Regions from separate parts of the Sus scrofa genome. Here region 1 is linked to region 2. The links are chromatin contacts, called in public Hi-C maps. All regions are on one chromosome and are shown on one strand. The core of a region is the stretch at or near the end of the contact, and the rest is flanking DNA. Distances in the headings are between cores, read along the strand shown. Region 1 overlaps WDFY4 (WD repeat- and FYVE domain-containing protein 4). Region 2 holds the start of ARHGAP22 (rho GTPase-activating protein 22).

Region 1 (2,700 bases), core at 82-2,581, 46 kb before region 2:
TCCCAAGTTGTCCTACCTCCCAGATTGTCTGTCCCAGATGGTGAGGAATTTTTCACTAATTGCAAAGGATTCCCTGTCTCACTGCCTGCTTTCTCTCAAAGTGCATATTTTAAGAACAGTCTTCAACAGTTACATTTATAGCTCTAGCTTTCCCCTATTATTACTAAATATCTCTATGCAATGAAAAGACCCATATAGTTCCCTTTCCTCTAAGGCAAACACAGCTGAAGGCAAACAGAACCTACCCATGCTTATTAGAAGAATGCCTTCTTCCCTTGGTGTGAGATCCTATGATAGGGAAGGCTCTAGAAAGACCAAAATCCAAAGCTCTTGGCAGGGAAAGAAAAATAATCAGTTAAATCCTTCCTGCAAGTGCTGCTCTGCATTCTGGGAAGTCATTGTCTCTGTGCTGCTTCCCGTGTGATGTAATAAAACTTCTTCCTTGTCTGCAACATTCTGGAGTCAGCTACCCAAAGAGTGCCTGTGCAGGGGGTAGGATACTTTTTGTACCCAAGGGGACATGGATACTAGTGATAGGGATGGAGTAGACACAAGTAGTTTTAGAAGTCCCAATAAAGGACCACAGATAATGAGGGAAACTTAGGGGACACTGGGAGATCACTGTAAGTCAATAAATTGCTCAAAAAAAGCCATCAGAACAAGGCAGGCTTGCTCCCTTAGTGGAGCCTTGAGAATTGCCTCAGGTCATTAGGTGGGGGATGGGATGAGGTCTGCATTCAGATTCAGACCAGGGGTAGGAGTTTGAGGACAGCCCTTCTGCTCATTTGAATACGCACCTTACCAGATACCCAGGAGAAGCCAGTACTCCCAGAAAGGAAGAGGTGGGCTTTTCCAATCCCCACTCCCCTTGGATGATAAAAACTGTAGCCCACTGGATCCTGGGGGCAGAGCTTCCTTGCCTGCCTGCTGGCATCTCTCACAAGCTGGCATCTCTCACAAGCGTCCTATCCTAATAAACCTATTTCTTGCCTATCACTTTATCTCTTGCTGAATTCCTTTTGCGTGGAGACATGAAGAACCTGAACCTGAGTCCAGACACAGGGTGAGTGATTCTACTTTAAAACCTTGAGTTTAAGTCCCAATCTGGGTTTAGGCCGGGATCAAGTCCCAGTGCATGGATTCAAGTCCCAATCGGTGTTCTGGCTAGGTTCAGGCCGTTAGCACTGCCAGTTTCACTAGCTAGGCAAAGCCATTGTCCAATAAATCATGGGATAGGAAAAAGAAACCACGTGTGCTCTGTTCTATGAACCTCAGCATTGTCCAAGGGAACCCAGTGGTTAAGAACACAGGACTTGGCAGACTGCTCAGGTTCAGTTCTGCTCCCCACTAACAACCGGGTGACCTTGGTCAAGTTTTGCAATTCTCTAGACCTCTCTTTCCTCATTTATAAAGCTGGGATAAAAATAGCACCTACTTCATAGGGCTGTTATGAGGCCTTGTAAACACCAAGCAAAATGCCTGGTTTAGTTAGTTAGAACTTGGTGAACATTACTACTTACCACTAGTGCAAGTAACCACTAGCCCTGGCTTTGACCTGGGAAGGGAAGAGACAGAGCCTGGTGGAGGAGGAGAGCCTGCAGTTCCTGGTGAGAACTTTGTTTCTGACTCAGCCTGCAGCTCCCTGCTGGGATTCCAGTGCGTAGAGACTCTTTATTACCATGACAATCACCAAAGTGTCCAGTGGGTTCACTCCTTAACAATTCTAGAGTTATTCTTCAAGCCAGAGACAATGGGACTAGAATTTACTATAGAACCAACCAAGCCACTCTTTGTATTTGCCTAAAGTTGATGCAGATTTACATGTAAACAATGACAGGGATAAGGGATAAGTTCGTCCTCTGTGTGGTTGGAAGAATCACATAAAAGAGAAAGTCAAAGAGGCTGAAGGGAAGTTTTGGGAAAGAACATTCCAAAGAAGCAGCTCTGAGGGAGACTGCCTCACAAGACCTGTTGTCAAATCTCAAGACTTACTAAATCAAGGCAAGTGACAGCCACTGAGGTGGGGCATGCACCGCTGTCAGCCTTTGCCAGAGCCCTAAATACACATGGACTACCCCTTTTATGCTGGCTCTGACTGACAAAGAGTCTGGATAAGATAGGCAAGATCCCACAATCGAGGGACATAGCCTTTCCCAAGCAAGAGCAACACTTCAGAATCTTTGGTGTGCATTGTCTTAAAAGGAAGAATATTCCAGATCGTCCTAATTTTCCTTGGATCCAAAGTGAAAAGAGCCTGGTATAGAGAGTTGAGCTCCACCAAACAAAGTAGCCCATCTTTTAGATGCATTCAGTAGTTTCAATTCAGTTGGGGCATGCTTTCCATGACAACCAATTCATGCATAAGGCTTTGACATTGATGGCCACATTTCATGGGAGATGGCATATCTTTTTTAAGTCCTGATATTTCTAAGGGGGTTCTTTATAGACAACTTGAGGAACTTTGTTTTATAGTTATAAAATGTAGAGCTACAAGCTTGACTTCTTACATAAGGACTTATATCCCAATGGCTTCTTCACTCTTCATCTACAGCTCAGATTTTACCTGCACTATACCCCGCTCAGCATGAAAAACCTCCCACTTTCCCCATGCTGCTTTCTGCTACCAGCTCTTTTTTTTTGGCTTTTCTAAGGCCAGACTCAAGGCATATGGAGGTTCCTAGGCTAGGGGTCTAATCGGAG
Region 2 (2,700 bases), core at 103-2,602:
CTGATTTCTGGGGGCTTCTAAAGCCCTCAGAACCGCTACACAGAACCCTGATTTTATGGAAGCCAGTGAGCTCACTGATGGTGCCCAATTCCTGGTGAGGGTTGTGGGTCACCACCCAGTCACCCCACCACCAAAACTCTCCCAAGAGGAAGCCCCATGTGGGCTGCTGGCTCCCCTGGAGACCCACTCTACCAGAGCCCTAAGTGCCACACATGAAAGAAATTCTCTGCCAGATTCTCTGCCACCTGCTGCCAATTGGGTTTTAAATACGGACAGCGACTCTGGCACTAAAATCACCTGAGAGTGTTTGAGTATAAAACCTTCTAAAATGGTCTTATTTTTAAATTTATCACATTAAATTAAATTGCACAATTTATTAGACTGTGCAGGAATCCCAGTTTGAGAACCAAATACTGCCCTAATTAAAGCTGCTGCTGCTGATGGAGGAAACGAGCCCTTTCTAGATCCCTGTTAAGTGCCACTGGCTGCATCGGGGTGTGAGGACCAGAGCTGAGCACTTAGCTGAGTTCTTTGCATGACTTACCTCACAACAGACCCTGGAGTCAGCAGCATTATTCTCATTTTACAGATGGGGAATGGAGTGCAGGGACACAGTGCAACTTACCCAGGGGCTCAGCTAAGAAGTGTCCATGACAGGACTCAAATTCAACTTTGCTTGACTCTAATGCCCTTATTCTTTCCACACCAGCTCCACCACCTCCCCCAGCAGGTCTGAACAGAGAGTTAGCCCTCCTCCATTCAAGCACAGAGAAGGCCTAGTTTGCTGATTGCCAACTCAATTCCCAGTAGGAGGGTCCAAGAGCAGGACGCTACACCTGGCTCTTCAGAAAGCCCTGAGTTCTGTCCTTGCAGCAGGACCTGTACCAGCAACTCCTCTCCACCCAGGTCCACCCTGCCTCACTCCCAGGAGCCTCCAGGGGCCAGTGGGAGGTTACCGCATACTTAGGGTGGGTGATCACCTGCCTCTGCCATCACCACCTTCCTGAGGCTGGCCTGACCGAGCTTCTACCCCAGCCCTGGCTCTGCCCAGATGCCGAATCAGGCTTTCCAAGGCTACCAGGCCATAGCCGGCCTCCCCTGCATTCATCAGGGAGGAACAAGAGTGGGGCCATTCTGAGTCCAGGTGAAGAGGAGACCGGCCCACCCTTGGAGAGAGGGCTCTCTGTCCACCAGAGCTCCACTGAGAGGCAGATCATGGAGGGCCATCTGCCTGCTTCCCTCCTTGGCCTTGGCTTTCGAATCAACTGGCCTTTATTTCAAATCGCAGGGATGTCGCTTGTAATCCGTCACCTTGGAAAACGCACTGAACCTTTCTGATCTCTTTCCCTATCCACAGAATGGGGGAGATTTTGGTGATGCTGGAACTTTGGGAAGTGGTTCAGCTCCTCCCTCCGCAACCTGAGGGCTCCTCCCCTGCTAATGACTTCTCCAGCCCCAACTTCCTCCCGGTACTCAAGACAGAACTGAGCAGCGCAGCACGGAGTCCAGCTTCTCAGAGGAAGACTGTGTAGGAAGCCCCAGGAATCCCGTACACCTGCGAGCAGCCCATGGCCCGGAGAAGGTGAGGCTGCAGATCAGGGTGGGGCGATTTGGGGCTTGGGGGGTCCTGAGGCAGGGAGGAATGCGTACAGAGCTGGGGCTGTGAAGGAGGCAATTGTCCAGGGGCGTGGGAGACAGTGCCGGCTTGTGCCCACCAGGGGGCGCTCTGCACCAAGTCAAACTCCAGGCCTGCCGCCGCGAGCCGCCCAGCCCCAGCCCTTTCTGGCAGAGGTCAGCCTCACTGGGGAAACATTTCTTGAGCAGAGTCTGCGGCAGCCTCTTAGCAGGCCAAGAACGGCCATCAACGCACCATCCCCGGAGGCACCGAGGAGCCAGGGAGCCTGGACCTGATTGATAATGTTCCGCCTGGGCAGCTTCCTCCTAGTCCTGCCCGCTGGTCACATGGGGGCTGGGGGCAGGGCCAGGACCGGCAGGGCCCAGGGGGTGAGAAGAGGGGGCAGGGAGCCCAAGGTGCTCCCTCCAGCCAGTGCCCTGAAGAGGGATCCCCAGGCAGGTTCTGTGCAGCGGAAATGGAGGTGTCCGGCTCCTCCGTACCAGGTGAGCAGACCCTAGGCCGGGCAACACGCAGGAGGCTTTTCTGGAAGTCTGGGCGCCCCCCCCTGTCTGCCAGGGCCCAGGTGTCCACTAGGTGATGGGGTGCTCTTTACCCAGTGCCCACACACGCTGGAAGCCAGGGGGCCCTGTGGGAGATGTATGAGGAGCCTTAAGGTGAACACATGGCTAGGCCAGTCCAGGACAACCGGGACCATCTGTCCAAGTTTGAAGAATGGGGCTGCAGAGAATGCCAGAGCAATCTGGGTTCGAATCCCCCCCCCCACCTGCACCGTGTTACACCGTGTGGCTTAGGATGACTCGCACAGTTCCACTGAAATAGTCACCTCTGGGTTAATTTGAATCAGGTTAATGTGTGTGGTCCACAGTGGGTGCCTGTTAAGTACTTGCTGTTGATATTAACAATACCTGTGGGTGCCTATTAAGTGCTTTCTAGCTGTTGATATTGATAATGCCTGTGAGTGAGGTGATGCCCAGGTACAGGGCTCTAGAAGGACCTGGTGTTCCCGCACCTACTCCCACGGTGAGCCCGTTTGCTGGGGCCGGTGCCAACTAGAACTGCTCCTG

Evidence for each region. A called contact is a pair of places that touch in the nucleus more often than the background predicts.
Region 1: a Hi-C map of alveolar macrophages shows a contact between it and region 2, with 1.7 times the contacts expected there. The contact joins the enhancer-like site here to the promoter of ARHGAP22 in region 2. A contact is called at or near these places in 1 of 5 promoter capture datasets (liver), 9 of 47 Hi-C or Micro-C datasets (alveolar macrophages, blood, fetal heart ventricle and 3 more) and 1 of 2 datasets of contacts at active chromatin or transcription factors (alveolar macrophages).

The regions. Positions count from the first base shown.
Region 1 is chr14:89,375,707-89,378,406 of Sscrofa11.1, reverse strand. All of the region lies in intron 2 of WDFY4 (WD repeat- and FYVE domain-containing protein 4), which reads right to left. Among named protein-coding and RNA genes, the nearest start is that of WDFY4, 24 kb to the right of the region's middle. Within about 2 kb of position 1,331, at least 10 of the 83 cell types and tissues checked have an H3K27ac peak or open chromatin away from gene starts, as enhancers often do. A contact at or near this core is called in alveolar macrophages and liver, where this site is marked.
Region 2 is chr14:89,330,040-89,332,739 of Sscrofa11.1, reverse strand. It overlaps ARHGAP22 (rho GTPase-activating protein 22), which reads left to right and starts at 1,352. Exons shown (of 11, transcript XM_021073072.1): 1 at 1,352-1,582.